Linked DNA regions of Mus musculus: all the other regions are linked to region 4. A link is a contact called in public promoter capture Hi-C data. All regions are on one chromosome and are shown on one strand. Each heading gives the region's core, a stretch centred on a gene start, on an enhancer-like site or on the middle of the called end of the contact. The rest is flanking DNA. Distances are from core to core; before and after follow the strand shown. Region 1 holds the start of Agps (alkylglycerone phosphate synthase). Region 2 holds the start of Nfe2l2 (nuclear factor, erythroid derived 2, like 2). Region 3 holds the start of Hnrnpa3 (heterogeneous nuclear ribonucleoprotein A3). Region 4 holds the start of Atp5g3 (ATP synthase, H+ transporting, mitochondrial F0 complex, subunit C3 (subunit 9)).

The links. Promoter capture Hi-C pulls out the DNA fragments that hold promoters and counts their contacts. Capture Hi-C pulls out chosen DNA fragments and counts their contacts.
Region 1: a promoter capture Hi-C map of adipose tissue shows a contact between it and region 4, with 3 times the contacts expected there. The contact joins the promoter of Agps here to the promoter of Atp5g3 in region 4. A contact is called at or near these places in 3 of 39 promoter capture datasets (the C10 cell line, hippocampal neurons and liver), 1 of 484 Hi-C or Micro-C datasets (B cells), 1 of 115 datasets of contacts at active chromatin or transcription factors (astrocytes) and 1 of 9 other capture datasets (adipose tissue).
Region 2: a contact with region 4 is called in a promoter capture Hi-C map of pre-B cells, with 6 times the contacts expected there. The contact joins the promoter of Nfe2l2 here to the promoter of Atp5g3 in region 4. A contact is called at or near these places in 4 of 39 promoter capture datasets (hippocampal neurons, liver and pre-B cells), 4 of 115 datasets of contacts at active chromatin or transcription factors (astrocytes, bone marrow-derived dendritic cells, embryonic forebrain and 1 more) and 1 of 9 other capture datasets (liver).
Region 3: a contact with region 4 is called in a promoter capture Hi-C map of hippocampal neurons, with 9 times the contacts expected there. The contact joins the promoter of Hnrnpa3 here to the promoter of Atp5g3 in region 4. A contact is called at or near these places in 4 of 39 promoter capture datasets (cranial neural crest, hippocampal neurons and liver) and 3 of 115 datasets of contacts at active chromatin or transcription factors (astrocytes, cardiomyocytes and microglia).

What each region holds. Positions count from the first base shown.
Region 1 is chr2:75,830,245-75,834,058 of GRCm38.p6, reverse strand. Agps (alkylglycerone phosphate synthase) reads right to left here and starts at 1,882. Exons shown (of 20, transcript NM_172666.3): 1 at 1,548-1,882. The coding sequence starts at 1,846. Gm34861 (a long non-coding RNA gene) reads left to right here and starts at 1,872. Exons shown (of 3, transcript XR_866490.3): 1 at 1,872-2,018.
Region 2 is chr2:75,703,257-75,707,043 of GRCm38.p6, reverse strand. Nfe2l2 (nuclear factor, erythroid derived 2, like 2) reads left to right here and starts at 2,381. Exons shown (of 5, transcript NM_010902.4): 1 at 2,381-2,680. The coding sequence starts at 2,636. E030042O20Rik (a long non-coding RNA gene) reads right to left here and starts at 159. Exons shown (of 2, transcript XR_003953858.1): 1 at 1-159.
Region 3 is chr2:75,656,801-75,660,533 of GRCm38.p6, reverse strand. Hnrnpa3 (heterogeneous nuclear ribonucleoprotein A3) reads right to left here and starts at 1,275. Exons shown (of 11, transcript NM_053263.1): 1 at 1,211-1,275. The coding sequence starts at 1,216. It overlaps Gm39859 (predicted gene, 39859), which reads left to right and starts at 1,597. Exons shown (of 3, transcript NR_166143.1): 1 at 1,597-1,744; 2 at 2,226-2,315.
Region 4 is chr2:73,908,867-73,912,802 of GRCm38.p6, reverse strand. It overlaps Atp5g3 (ATP synthase, H+ transporting, mitochondrial F0 complex, subunit C3 (subunit 9)), which reads left to right and starts at 1,477. Exons shown (of 5, transcript NM_175015.3): 1 at 1,477-1,551; 2 at 1,743-1,848; 3 at 2,862-2,939; 4 at 3,426-3,619. The coding sequence starts at 1,810.

The sequences.
Region 1 (3,814 bases), core at 633-3,132, 1.9 Mb before region 4:
CAACCTCCACTCCCAAGTGCTTGGATTAAAGGCTTACCCACCACCACCACATCTGGTTCTACATCTTTCTTAAAATGAGGGAGGGGACACAGCTCTGAGAGAGACAGAAAGTTTATACGGTAAAACAGCCTAATGGAATTCAAACCTAGGTTTGTTTCCAGCCATTACAGTTGCCAATCGAATCTTCATCTCCATTCCAGTGTCCTTTCTAAAAAGTAACTCAGATGTTCTTTCCGTCCGCATCCCTGTCATTCTCACAGCTTCTGCCACACCTGAGTCCGGTAGTTCTCTAGTCCCCCACACTCTTTACCTGTGACCATTCTGTTTGTCTACCACGAGCTTTCTCCCCCTCCAGGGCTGTTTTCATTACAAACTTCAAGATTTACACAGAAACCCCTGGCTCAGAAAAGCCTTTATCCTAACAAATACATATACTCAAAACTAGGGTTAAATGACCATGAGTTTCAATTATCAGCTAAATTTCTTAAACTGTATTATTACTTTGGTGCCCTACAGGGAAGAGCACATTTCAGAATCCCTGCATTTCTGGCACAGTGTGTATGCAGTGAGAACTTAATTACATGGGTTGAATTCATGAGGCAGTCCATTTGATTTGCTTTTGATGTGTAAACTGTAACACAGGTACCTGCTACCTGCAGCACACTTCTTAACCTTTTCTTCTAATTTCTTCATCTGTAAAATGGAAGACTACTGCACCTACCTAATACCTTAGGAACGTAGAAGTAATGGAAATAGCACCATCTCCAGCACTTTGAAAGTACACATTCGAGTTAGCAAAATCTTTTTTTTTTTTCATTCTCCAAGTTTTTCCAAACTGATCATCTCAGAAAACACCATCTCTCGACAGCTTTCATCAGAGACAGAGATTCTCCTCCAATGGTCTTAAGGTTTTACAAACATTCCTCATTCAGACTCTTGTCTTTTAGCTTCTTAAAGGATCAGTAGCTGGAATACCAAAGTCTTAAGTCACTAACGCTTGCAGTCTACTGTATCTCACTCACTCACTCACTGGTTTCCTCCCTTAAAGTTAGAATCCATGACCACAAGGAAGTGGTAACCTACCCTACAGAAACCACTCACACCTCTCCCCAGAGTACCACCATCCCACTCCAGCTTGCTAGCATCCAGGCTTTTGAGAATTCGTAGAAATCTGATTATCTAGTGCAATTTTAAAACTCCTCGTCGTAGATTAAGACAATCCTCCTGCTACCCGTTCCAAGATAGAGAATGAATTTCCAGCCTCCAAAACCCAAAAGAGGGGATCCGCTTAAACCCTTTTCCCACTAGGTCATGAAATGTGTTTCCTTCAAAAAGAGACACCAAAATCCGGCCAAGCCATGCCGCCCCTTCCCGACAGAGTCCGGTGTGTCTGGTCCACTCCCAGCCCGCAAGCTGATGTACTCTCAGGGATCGGAATGCCTTCCGCCCACCCTGCCAACTCCCTGCCCACTCCCGTGCTCTCCTCTCCCACAGCCCAGGCCGCTCACGGCCTCCCGCCGCCAGCTCCATCCCGGGCCGCTACTCACCGCTTCTTGGGGATGGTGCCCGACTCTGGTGCGGCAGGAGTAGCGGCGGGCGACGCCCCGGCCGCCGACGCGGCTCTCCGCGCTTTGCACTCATTGGTACTCGGAGCCTCCTGGGGCCGGCCCAGCAGATGGCCCGACAGAACCCGCAGCCGCCGGCGCGCGCGGCCCGCGTCTGGGTCCCGCTCGCTCGCGCCCGCCTCGCCCGCCGCCGCCTCCGCCATGGCTTCCGCCTTGTGCCGCCGCCCGAGGCCGCTGGGCTCGGGTGAAAGGTCACTCAGAGCGGCGCCCCGCGCGACCATTCGCTGCGGCGCATCCCGGCAGTCACCGCGGCGACTGGCGGCAGGGGCCTTGCGCCTGGAGCTTCAACGGGCTCTGTCCCCGCCCACAGCAGCTTCGCCCCGCCCCTCCCCGCCTCGGCCACGCCCGCCGCCGCGCCTCGCCACGCCTCGTCCTGGCGTACCTGCAGAGCAGGTGAGTTCCAGCGGAGCCCGGATTGGCCCAAAGGGGCAGGAGGAGAGCCAAACTACACAGCACACCCGCAGTTGCCAAACCTATGGGTGTGGCATCTTGGATGTGGCCCGAGCGCCCGGAGGCTATTTTCTGGAACAGATGCCTAGGAGCCTGAATAGTGAGTGGGCCGGTGGTGCTGCTGATCTGGCAATGGAGCCAAACCTGGTGAACTTCCCCTAGGTCAAAACCAATCCTTTAAGCGATAGAGCCAGTGCCCCATCAGTCTCTAGGTGTCTAGCACTGTGTTCAGCACTCATGTGGAAGTGAGAGGACAACTTCCAGTTGTCTCTTTCCACCATGTGTATCCAGGGCATCAAACTCGGGTCATCAAACTTCGTGGCAAGTACCTTTACCTACTGAGCCGTCTTGCCCACAGGCTGTATAAAAACCACAGCCTTCAATCTAATGGTTGTTTTTTTTTTTTTTTTTTTTTTTTGGTTTTTTGGTTTTTTGGTTTGTTTGTTTACGTGAAAAAGTGTTATCTGCAAAAATACCATTGAGTTCGTTTTGTGTTAGCCAACAACTCCTAGGCATGGGGCCCACTCTGAAGTGTGGTTAATATACCTAGTGAGACTCCACTGGCAAAAAGTACTTTTCTTGTGCGGATGGGTACCAATTTCAGATAGCTTTTTGGTTCATGGTGGGACGCTGTGTCCACTTCAACCTCTCAGCTCTAGGATTCCATCTGGCTTGATCCCCTGTACATCCTTTGTGTGCTGTCACAGTTTCTGTGAGTTCGTATGTGAATTAGTTCTGTTGTATACAAAAGACACTTTCTTTGGAGTCATCCATCAGCTCTGACTCTTAGAATCTTTCCTCCTCTTCTGTGTCGATCCCTGAGCCTTGAAGGGAAGGTGTTGGGTGGCTTAGCATCTTTTTATACTTGATTTTTTTTCCAGATAATATAAAAGCTATAAAGGCCTAGTAACATCTATTTTGTGCATCTACCTAAGGTCTCTGTTGAATTCTCTTTGCTCTTCTGACTTTTAAGTCCATGAGAGCTCTGTTTAGGTGACCATCCTCTCACCAGGGCAAACCTGCTCCTGCAGGGTGTGACTGGGGCTGGATGCATGACTAAGAGAACAGATATGCATTCCTGAACATTTCATAACAGAAGAAAGAGATCCTTTGACATCATTCTCTGCTAGAGAAGTAGCGTCTTACTTAAAATAAATCAATAAGTAAACTTCAGTTTGCCTTCCAGTGCTGTGCACATGTTCATAATGACCATCCTGCCTTGCACAAGCTGAAGAAAACGATGCATTCATATCTATTGGCTTGGTAAAAGTCGCCAGAGAAGTTGGAGGTGACTCGGTCCAAGAATTAATGAGCTAAGGGTTTTTCCTAACCGCTGTCCCCTCCATTCATCCAGACATTTCTCCCACTTCCTCATATTTTACTTCCATTATCTTCATCCGGCAAATTCAGATATCACCAGTGACGTTGCTGCAGAGAAAAATAGACTTATCAGTTATTGAGTCTTGATGTTCTATCGCCTCTAGTGCAGATTATCCTTTGACCTTGCAAGAGCGTATTCATCCGCCTGTGCTTCCTTAAATGACTCAGAAACTCTGTCCTCTCCTGCCTCCTTCTGTGCTTCCTTGTTCCAGTGGCCTCGCCGCCATTTTGTTCCACCAACCCCAGTTTCTTTTACTGCTGTTTTGCCTCTGTACAGCTGGTTCTTCACCTTCACTTTTCTCTGTGTGCATTTTCTTCCTAAGCATGTCTGGTCTTCATTTATGATGCATGTCTTTATT
Region 2 (3,787 bases), core at 1,132-3,631, 1.8 Mb before region 4:
CCCAACTTTTGTCTCTAGTATTCCTCAGATGTTTGTATGCGACAGTGTGGCATGGAGAGAGTACTTGTTTTTGCAAATCTCTCCAGCCCCCTGGAGCAGAAAAATGCAGTTCCTCCCCTTCTATCCCTCATAGAAAACTTAGGATTGTCAGCTGCCCTTCTAACAGTTGGCAGCCATTCTTCCGGCAACAGCTACAACAATGGCTTGGTGTCATTTACAAAAATGTAAGATGTCAGATAACCCAGGATTTATTTGCATTAGAAAAGTCTACTGTAAAATTAGAAGAACAGGTCGATTCATTAACCGAGGTACTCCAACAGCATGGTAGGGCACTTGATCTGCTTTATGCACAACACAGAGATTACTGTATGACCTTGGGGAAACGTGCTGCTTCTACGCAAACTACTAAGCAAACTATTCAGTTTGGTTTGGCATCACAGAGAGAGGGAAAAGGCCCTACAAGGAGGAAGTAAAAGCCTCCCATTTCCTTTCTCAGGTTCTTCCTGGCTAGTAACTCTGCTTTCAGTTGTCACAAGGCCCTTAGCTCTCCTGCCGACAGAGGTTGGCCCCTGCAGCATTAATACTATGAAATATTATGTTGTTGGCTAACTTTATGTTTAAAAGTTTAAATTTTCGGTGCTCCAGAGAACTATAAAGCAAAATTAGACCTCCAAATGTTAAGGGCCGTTAAGGGTTAAATTTTTTTTACTGCTGTTTCTGTTTTGCTGGAGAAGGAGATTCTGTTTGCATTCTGTTTGTGAGAGAACAAATGGCTGAGCATTGCATTCAGAAGTCCTGAGTCTCAGCTGGAGACCTAGCGCTAGGATCTGAGTAAGAGACCTTTCTTTGTCAGATTGTTGAATCTCTAACTGACCCCAGGCCCATAATAGGGTAGTGGTTTTTAAAATACATTTCAAGCCAGGCAGTGGTGGCGCAAACCTTTAGCCCCAGCACTTGGGAGGCAGAGGCAGGCAGATTTCTGAGTTCTAGGCCAGCCTGGTCTACAGAGTGAGTGTCAGGACAGCCAGGGCTACACAGAAAAACCCTGTCTTAAAAAACCAAAAAAAAAAAAAAAAATTCAAAAGAAGATATTTGTGTTCAAACATACTTAAAACAACAAAGAGAAAGATAAAAATACTCTGGGTTTTCAACTATTAACACATTAAAACATCCCTCGATTTTTTTTCTAAGCCCATATAACTATTTTAGAAATTGGATTTTTTTTCGGGGGCAGTTAAAGAAGTATGTTTGGGAATGAACGTTGTGAAAACAGTCACTACCACCACCACCACCACCAAACCCAAGTGGCAGAGTCTATGGTACAGTTCTCAGCCTGTGGAGAGCCACCCCAAGCATCTCAGATATTTTGCACATCCGATACTTACATTACAATTTATAGCAACAAAATTAGTTATGAAGTAGCAGCAAAAATACTTTTCTAGTTGGAGGTCACCACAACACGAACTATATTAAAGGGTCGCTGCATTACGACGGTTGAGAAACGCTGCTCTAAAAACAGCTTGAGAGGTGGGGCCTTATGAGATCATACCTCAAAATTCCCAAATAGAGTAAGTACGTGTAAAGGAACCCTGAGAGTCTTAGAATCCACTTCGGTGATTCTGTTAGAGCTGTGCCCGCTTGCTGGGCTCTGGGTGGATGAAGTGATACTGAGTGACCGCTTGGGCCCCGAGCCCAGGGCACGTGGGAGAAGTGGAGGGCCTTCGAGTAAGCGAGCACGAGTTTGCAGCGTGGACTCATCCATCTCCCTGGGGCAGAGGTGTTTGAGCACCAGCAACTGAATGGGACCTGGGGCCAGAGGGCAGTTGGCCTCTTGCAAAGTCCGGGTCCCAGCTCAGAGCCCTAACCCCGAAACTGGCGCCACAGTCAGCCGGTGGAGCGAGATAAAGCGGGCAAGGTTCTGCAGGTCCAAATCAGGGAGTGGCAGCTCCGATAGCAGCGCACGGGCCGGGGCTCCCGGTGTGCTTGCACCAACTGTTTAAACTGCTTCAAAGAGCCAGGGCTGGAGCGACCTTCGGCAAACAGCTGCTAATCTCTAGCAAGGGGGTGCTGTCCTACAGAGGACTGGGGGGGCCGAAGGCCTCCTGCTCGCGCTCCGCCCCCCGTGCGACTTCAGCCCACCTGACTCCGCCATGCCCCGGACAGCGAGAGGAGGATCAACAGTGGGGGGTCGAGGGGAACGCGGGAACTCCGGCCGGAAGCACTCAGGTCCATGCCCCGCCCTCGGGCTCTTGCTCCTTCCACTGGCCCCCGTCTTGTCCCCCCCTCCCCTTGCCCCGCCCTAGGCCTTTGCGGGGGGCCCTCGGGTCCTTGCCCTGCCCCTGTACGCGATTCCAAGCTCTTGCCCCGCCCCTTACCCCGCCTCCATGCCCTTGTCCTGCCTCTGGCCCTTGCCTCTTGCCCTAGCCTTTTCTCCGCCTCTAAGTTCTTGTCCCGTCCCTAGGTCCTTGTTCCGCCCCCAGGGGGCGGGGGCGGGGCGGACTAAGGCTGGCCTGCCACTCCAGCGAGCAGGCTATCTCCTAGTTCTCCGCTGCTCGGACTAGCCATTGCCGCCGCCTCACCTCTGCTGCAAGTAGCCTCGCCGTCGGGGAGCCCTACCACAGCGTCCGCCCTCAGCATGATGGACTTGGAGTTGCCACCGCCAGGACTACAGTCCCAGCAGGTGCTGCCCCAACCTTCGGGCCCCTGGGCTGTGCCAAGAAGCCGGCAGGAGCTCGAGGGGATAGTGGCTCCGGGAGGGAGGGACAGTCTGAGCCAGGACTACGACGGCAGGGCCTGGGAACTGCCCCGCCGAGCTGGGAGGGCAACGGAGGATGTTGGGGCCGCGACGAGAGTGGGGTCCGAGCCTGAGGTCTCCAGGGGCGGCGAGGTTGGGGTGTGGAGGAAGCTCTGACTTCGTGGGGCCAGGCAGAGACACCACCACCTCGCTGGGTGGGAGGCGCAGAGGCGGGAGGGGGGTGGATGCTGGCGGTCTAAACCGGCGCCGCCCGGCCTTTTCCGGGGCAGCGTAGTTTCCCTGATTCGGTGCCGGTAAAAATGTGCCTAGTCACGGGGCCGCGCTCGGGGGAGCTGAGGTCTCTCCTCGGCGTCCGCCCGAAGCCCTCCCCAACCCCCGTTCTACGACTTGGTGAGCTCGGCCGTCTACGGCCTCAGCCCGAGAGCTGGTCTGTAAGATCACGCCTGTCCGTCTTGATCCAGAAAAGCCCAGCCCTCCGGGGGCGGAGGAGAAAGTCACCGGGTGGCCCTCGTGCTCTGGCGCCCCGACGGGCGGCCTGCCGGCAGGGCTCCGCACGCTCCTTCAGCCTGGGAACCCGGGAATGGCCTCGCGCCGGGCGCAAGGACGTGCAGACCTGGGCGGCGGGCTCCGAGGTCCGAGTGGGCCCCATGCTGGGCTGTGTGTTCTGAGTATGGTGACCCGCGGGGCCCCACGTAGTGTGCGAGGCTGTGGCTTCTGGCTGGCTTACATCGGCCAGTTGGCAGTCACAGAGGCCCTCGGTTGGCCCTTTCCTGCTCTATAGCGTGCAAACCTCGCTGCTCTGGGGCCAAGGGACAAGTTGGAGCTGTTGATCAGTTGCGCAATTGTTATTTTCCCCTGGGCGGCTTTGTCTTTGGATTTAGCATTACAGAGTTGTAATACCAAAATGTATAAGGCAGGATATTCTGGTCCTTGCCGTCAAGGGTAAGAGTAATAGATTAGAATTTGTTGCTTTTTATACTGTTGCAGAAGTTTTGCTTTTAGACATTTATTTATTATCCCTCGCTTGTGTCC
Region 3 (3,733 bases), core at 26-2,525, 1.7 Mb before region 4:
ATTTTACTTTCGAGTGAACCGCTTTTAATGAACGCATTAAGACAATTCAACACAAGCCCTTAAAGGGGGCTCACTTTCTTCCATCTTCTGGAAATATTAGTTAGAACATTCAATATGCAGACAGCCACATACCAGAAACCCAACTACCCAAATTCACGTAAAACCCCTTTATTCAAGCCTCGCATAAATGAATTTGACAATACACAAAAAGCATCTCTATACACACAAAATTCTCGTAATCGTGGTATTTTCTAGTGTGGTCGCAGTTCTCTAAAACCAAAATCCAGGAAAACCAAAATCCGGGCCAATCCGAAGTATGAGAAATTAGATCAATAAAAATATTAAGCTCCAAGTAAACACATCTACACTCAAACCCCCGAAATGGTTAAGACTTCAACCACAGGACGCTGTAAATACTCTCATTCCAAATACTTGAGCACAAGCAGCGGGTTAGGAAGCACCTTAAAGCAGCAAGCTTTTCAGTAATGTATCCCCAAATGAGCGCTGAGAAAATCCGGCCCGAGTATTGCGCGGATTGTCATCACCCAGAAGGCCCGCCAAGGCCTAGATCCACGTCGGGAGCACCCCAGCGGAAAGCACCGCGCCCGGAGCCTGGAGGCCATCTGCGGCAGAAACGCCGGGCCGCCTCCCGCCGTCCCCTCCAATCCCCGCGCACTCCTTCTTGGCGGCGTAGCCAGGCGGCGGCCATTGCGGGCCACTGCGCCATTTCGTAACGCGGCGGCGGCGGATCAATGTCAATGCGGCCGCCGCCCGCCTGCTCGCTCGCCCGGATGTGCTCCTCCCCTCCCCCACCGCCTCCTCCCAACCGCTCCCGCGGAGGCCCGCCATGCCGCCCGCGGCCTCGCTAAGTCAGGCCGCGCAGCCCGAGGGCATCCTCGCCCGGCTGCCGAGCCACTCCCCGGCCCCGCCGCGTCTTCGAGGGCTGCCGGTGCGGCCGACCGAGAGGACCAGGCCGACGGAGGGCCCGGAGGAGGCCACCCGGCCCGCTCCCCTCCCCCTCCCACCGCCCTCAGCGCAAAGCGCGGGACGATCGTCCCGGTCTCCCCGGCCTCCCCACTCCCATCGAGCCAAAGCCCCCCCATGCCGGCAACTACCCAGCAACCCCCCGCTCTCCCCCTAATACCTCCTCCCCCCGGCGGCGGCGGCGACGGCCGGAGTCAGGCTGGGGGCGACCGGGCGGCGGTTTTACCTCCATTTTGAGACCGGACTCGCCTCTTCCAACTCGAGTTCAATATGGGACCGAGAGGAAGAGGCGGGGCCAGTCACCACGTGATGTGCTATCCGCGCGCCGCCCGCCCACTGGGGGCGGAGTCATGAGAAAGCGGAGCGCGACTGGTCCACCGCGTTGGCGGGCCGAGGGTGGAGAGCGGGGATTGGGCCGCCGGCGGGAGCGCGCGCGCCTCGCCAACTTCCAACGCAGCGCCGCCTTCGCCGCGGTTCGCGCCCGGCAGCGACGCTTACGTCAGCGGCAGCTCGACCAATGGCGAGAGCCCACGTCGGGAGAAAGCCGCGTGACCGCGCGTCAGCTTAGAGAAAGGCCTTTCCCTTTCTTCTGGCCCCTCTCGCCCCTCCCCCGCGCGCCTGCGGGTCTCCATTTCCGAGTTCACCTCCATTCCAGAGCCAAATGGAAAGTCACGCTTTTCTGACTTGAGACTTAAGGTTGTAAGAAAGCCAGTTGACCATCTTCGCCTCCCTCGCGGCTTTCTAAATGTCGAGAGCCCAGGTTTGGAAAAATGTGACTGCGCCGCCTTCCTGGGAGACCCACACTGCAAGTCGCAGTCGGGGCACGTCTCACGGACCGCAAAACGCGGCTGAGTTACTGCGGTTTTCACCTTAGCAGCTTGCACATTTACAAATTAAGACAGTCTGGGAGGAAGAAGCAGAGCCACTTGGGTATAGAATTGAGAGAATGGAACGATTTCCAACGTTTCCAAAAGGCTTCTGGCCATATAGGCCCTCTACCTGTTGGCTAGAGATTTGTTTCTTATTTAAAGTGGTCATCAGTTTCGAGTTTTAGTGTGCAGTATATGAACGAAATAAGTCGAATCGTTTATTTGCTTAGCAAAGGGATTTGGAACGATTTGGGTTTTTAATCAAATAAAAGCAAACATAGGATTAGGTAGTCTCGAAACACCCACTGTAACGAAGAATGATACCCCGGATTCTAATAGTATGTAAACGCAAACACTGTTTTTATTCTGTAGAAGTCCAGCATGCTGGGGTCTCCCGTTACCAAGATAGAGCCTGAAGTGAGCCCGCAGGACCAATTTAAAGCACCTTAGTGGAATCCTGGGGTAGGTGGGCTTTGTCTTACTCTGTCTCTAGGTATTCCAGAACCATACTAGGGTATGGTGCCTGGAAACTGGCTGAGGAATCTGGGGTGGGGGGTGGTAGGCTGTGTCTTATGCTATCTCGAAGGACATTCCATTACTGGGGCGTGGGGGCTGGCTGGGAACTGCTGACCCATTGTCCTTGTTTCAGGCCAGGTGGTGGGGCAGTTTCTAATTAGCTGCCTGAAGCCTGGGTTTTTAGACCTCGTCTCCTTAGCTGCTAATTTGAAGCCTGTCGTGGACTTAGCCTAGCCTTCTCACAATAACAACTGTAAATTAAAAGTCTACAGATTTGCTAGTCGTGGTATGTGTCACCTCTAGGCTACTCTGAAGGCAGAGGCCCATGCCTCTCTAGCTGGCTATGTGGAGTTTCAGGGAGCCAGTGCTATAGAGTGAGACCCTGTCTCAAAAGAAAAAAAAAATCTGCAGATCTCATTTAAATAAAGTTATTGAGGGTAAGAAAAAAAGCACAATTGACAAGCCTTCTTTTCCTGCAACAAATTGCATATTTTAACATTCTGCATAGCAAACTCCTTTGCAATTTATCTGTCTCTCCCAGTGAAAGATGAGAAATGGATTCAGATGGTGGCACACACCTTTAATCCCAGCAGTCAGACATGAGACCTAGGCCTGGATCCTCATCTCTGCAAACTGGGCAGGTGACACAGCTCCTAATCCCTCAAACCCACAGCATTTAGGGATTGGAGGTGGGAGATTGAAAAAACTCAGAGCAGCCAAGTGTGGTGTCTCAGGACTTTAATCACAGCAACCAGGAGGCAGATGCAGAAGGATCTCTGGGGGTACCAGGCCAGCCTGACCTACATCTAGCTCTAGGATACAGAGACCCTGTCTCAAAAGGGCTCAAGGACATTCACAGCTACAAAGTGGGGTATGAGGCCTCCCTGGGCTACATGATACCCTGATTCTAGTTTGCTTTATGTTGCTGGGTAATAAACGCCATGACCAAAACCAACTCAAAAGGGGAAAATGTTATACTTCCAGGTCATGGTTGTCATTGAAGGAAATGAGGGCAGGAAGTGAAGCAGAAACGATAACCAATCTTTGGCTGGTTTGTTCTCTGGCCCATGCTCAGATACCGATCTTTTTTGATCCTTGGTTTTTCAAGATGGTTTTTGAGAGACCAAATTTTGGGGTTTAGATTCCATCTTAGAAAACCTGACCTAGCTGGGCACTGGTGGCGCACGCCTTTAATCTCAGCACTTGGGAGGCAGAGGCAGAGGCAGGTAGATTTCTGAGTTCAAGGCCAGACTGGTTCACAGAGTGAGTTCCAGGACAGCCAGGGTTATACAGAGAAACCCTGTCTCAAACAAACAAACAAACAAACAAAACCTGACCTAAGTTTAAACTCAAGTAAACTAACA
Region 4 (3,936 bases), core at 228-2,727:
CTTAGATGAAGGATCTAGAATAGTCAAGTTCAAAACAAAAACAATGGTGATTTTCTGAGGCTGGAGAAAATGCTATGGTTAAAACAAACAGACTGAGCAAGTTATAATTTTATATCTAAAAACATATCATATATACATACAACTAAATATGTATATAAAACTAAAGAAAAAGAGGCCTCAGATTTGAAAAGTCAAGAAGTGTCTAGGAGGAGGAGGGGGGAGGAAATGGGAGGGAGTGGTGTTTGAATAAAAAATTGGCCCCCACGGGTCCATAGGGAATGGCACCGTTAGGAGGTGTGGCCTTGTTGGAGGAAGTGTGTAACTGGGGGGGGGGGGGGTGCAGGCTTTGAGGTTTCAGAAGCATAAGGCAAGCATAATGGCTAACAGTGGTCTCTTCTGGCTGCCTGCCTTCTTCCTTCAGCTATTCTCAGCTCTGTCTCCAGCACCGTGTCTGCCTGAACACTGCCATGCTTCCTGCCATGCTGAAAATGGACTAAACCTCTGAAACTGTAAGCCAGCCCCAATTAAATGTTTGTTTGTTTGTTTCTAAGAGTTGCGGTAGTCGTGGTGTCTCTTCACAGCATTAAAACCCTAAAACAGGGGAGAACCTATGAGATTATATTATCTCAAAAAAACTATTTTAAAAAAATCAATAAGAAGACCAGACGTTGAACTACAGCCATTTATCTGAGACATTTCTGCATCCATCTGGTTTGTTCAAAGTTATCAGAACTGGGTGCTGAATAGATTTTGAAAACTATTCAGGCACTTTTTTAGTCCGAAATGATGATACATTATTATCTCTTAATTCTCCCAGTTATAATGGTGGAAGGCAGCAGAACACAGTGGTACATGGCTTTAATGTCAGCACTTGGAAAACAGAGGCAGGAGGATTTCTGTGAGTTGAAGGCTAGCCTAGTCTACAGAGTTGCAAAGCTCTTGAACCGTCATTTGTTCTTCCCAGGACTTCTAGGTAGGTCTTCTGAGAAAAGATTTGTCGTCTTAAACAAAAGCAAACAAACAAACAAACAAAAAACCCTGTTTTAGAGTCTTACAAAGAAATAATCCCGCTGGAGTTGGTTATGAAGAAGCTAACTACTTGGAAGGGTGAAAGTGGACGATCAAGGTTCTCCCTAACTTACATACTGAGCTCAAGGCCTGCCTGAGCAACTCACCCTGTTTGAAATAAAAGCCAAATCAGGGTCGGCTTGTAGCTCCCTGGGAGAACCCCTGCCTGGCACGTGCAAGGAGCGAGGCTCAGTCTGCGATAGCGACAACAACTAAAAATTATCTGCACCGTTAGTAACACTAACAAAGCCAAGAGTCGTCTTCAGTGTGCTTTTCATTTCACTGGCCGCCAGCCGGTCACGGAGGGGGCCTGTCATTGTCCTCCTCTGAGAGTTACCAATAAAGTTGTTACAAAGTGACCTTGAGCGTCTTCCCCCGCCTTCTCCATCCGGGTGCTGCGGCGCGGATAAGAGCCGCACCGCGCTTGCGCGCCCAGCCCCACTGCTTCGACCTCTGCCGCCGCCACTGCCGCCGCCTCGGGAGGTAAGCGAAGGTAAACGGAGGGCGCGGGGCCCGGGCCGGGGCGGAGCGGGTCTCCCGGCCCTGTCCACCGGGCTTGCGCTTCCCGGGCACGCGGCCACGCTGACCGCCTGCGCGGGGCCCCTCGGGGCCGGGGTGGCAAGGACAGGCCCCTGGGGGGGACACTTGACCTTAAGCCTCTTTTCGCTCCGCAGAGAGGAAGCGGGAGAGGAGCCCACGTCGCCTGTCACCTAGATCCACGCCGCGCCGCCAGGAAGAAAGATGTTCGCCTGCGCCAAGCTCGCCCGCACCCCCGCTCTGGTGCGTAACCCGGGCCTCGGCCCAGCATTCACGCCGAGGGACCGGCTCTCCTTCACCCTTGCCCCGATGTCCTCTCCTCCCTCCCTCCCTCCCAACCCTGGGGCCCGCAGACAGTTCCCGGCCATGTGTCCCCCCCGAGGCCTAGCTGACAGGCCTTCTGGGCGTAGGTCACAGCCTCCTTGCTCGTGGAGCGCGCCCCTCCCCCACCGCCCGGTCCCTATGGAGTTGGGGTCGACGCGAAGGTCGGGGTGCTGAGAAGTCAGGAAGGGGCAGCTGAGGCCTAGTTGCCTGCACAGCGTTTCCCGTGCGCGTCTGTAGGTCAAACTCGCCGCTGCAGAGGGAGGGACTTTGCTTCCTTGTGTGGGCGGAGAAAGGTGTTGGGGAGCCCCGAAGCTTGCTTTTTTGGAGGCTTTAAGTGAAGTCTGAATCTAAAAGATTTGTGCTAGAGAATCGGGTCCTGGTTCTGGAGGGATTTTCTGTGACCTTAGTGTCCGTGGACACTCAAGGGCAGAGAAGCCAGACTGCCAGATGTCCTTATAGTGAGAGTATTGCAACGGCTGTTAAGCTGACATCAAAATGCTTAACTCTATAGTAAATTTAGAATTAGTGGGTATTTAGGAATCCTTTGAAAATTGTAGGAGCTTCATTAGCTGCTGGACTGTTGTAAATGATCAAAATCATAGCGACACCCTTATGAGCCCACATAACTTACTTGAATTTACAGCACTACAGTTACTGAAACTTCCACAACACTCAGTCACTTGGTAACTAATTGGTCTTAGGATTTTTGTTTACAGATAGATTAAATAGAACATTCCATGGTTCATTAGCATAAAATTTTAGGTTGGCTTTGTGTATGCACAATGACCAAAGGCCATGCTAATTGCAGAGATAATAAATCTGTTCGTTCTCTTCTGCTTTCTCCTTTAGAGTTTAAAGTTGCACAAGAGGTCACTGAAGACTAATGTGTACTCTTTAGTACTTGAAATTCTTTCTTTTCCTTCCATTAATAGATCCGAGCTGGATCCAGAGTTGCATATAGACCAATTTCTGCATCAGTGTTATCTCGGCCAGAGACTAGGACTGGAGAGGTGAGTATTAATAACAGAAATTAGGAAACACTGTCAATAAGTCTTACAGAGTTGTTATCATGAAGGGGTGTATTAATGGGTGGTTTCTTTCCAGTTTTATTAAATAATACATAGAAGGTGAGCCACTGAGAGGAACTTTTGGCCAGCACAACCTTCTGAATTAGCAAATAAATATTTTAGGCTGTATTTATAGTTTTGAGTTATCTGTGTTTAAAATAGCCACGGTTATCCAAAAAAGCCTGCTTTGTTGAAAAGCATATTCATTATTCTGTTTTATACTTTTAAAAATCCTAAGAGGTATAGGTCTTGTTAACTATCTTATACGAGATAAGAATTATATCAAGCTCTTGGTTTTCTTTTTCCTTGAGCCATACAATTATTTATTCATACCAAGCTATAGTATAAAGAAGTTACTGGTTTTGGCACTATAGTAGTTAAAATCAATGTGATTACTGAATTGACCTTTGCCTTATTTCCTCTTCCCAGGGCTCTACAGTTTTTAATGGGGCCCAGAATGGTGTGTGTCAGCTGATCCGAAGGGAGTTTCAGACCAGTGTAATCAGCAGAGACATTGATACTGCTGCCAAATTCATTGGTGCAGGTGCTGCAACAGTAGGAGTTGCTGGTTCTGGTGCTGGTATTGGAACAGTCTTTGGCAGTCTTATCATTGGTTATGCCAGGTAATCATGTCTGTCAGAGTAAGGTGAAGACTCAGTGGGAAAGTAGACGTGGAAAGAGGGAAATGATGAAATAATGGTAGCCCTTTTGAATGAAGTGTCTGCTGTGTCTTGCATTATATTCTGAGCTGTGTGTGCACTGGTCACTTAAATAAGTGAGGATAGAGCTAGGGGCTAGGGAACACGCCTATAACTCCAACCAGTCAGGAGAGTCAAGGAGATCACAAATGTCAGGACCCCTCAAGGTGGTGTAAACTGAGGATTTATATTTGCATACGAAGATAGCTCCCTGACTTTATGCCACATGATTAGGAGTGGGT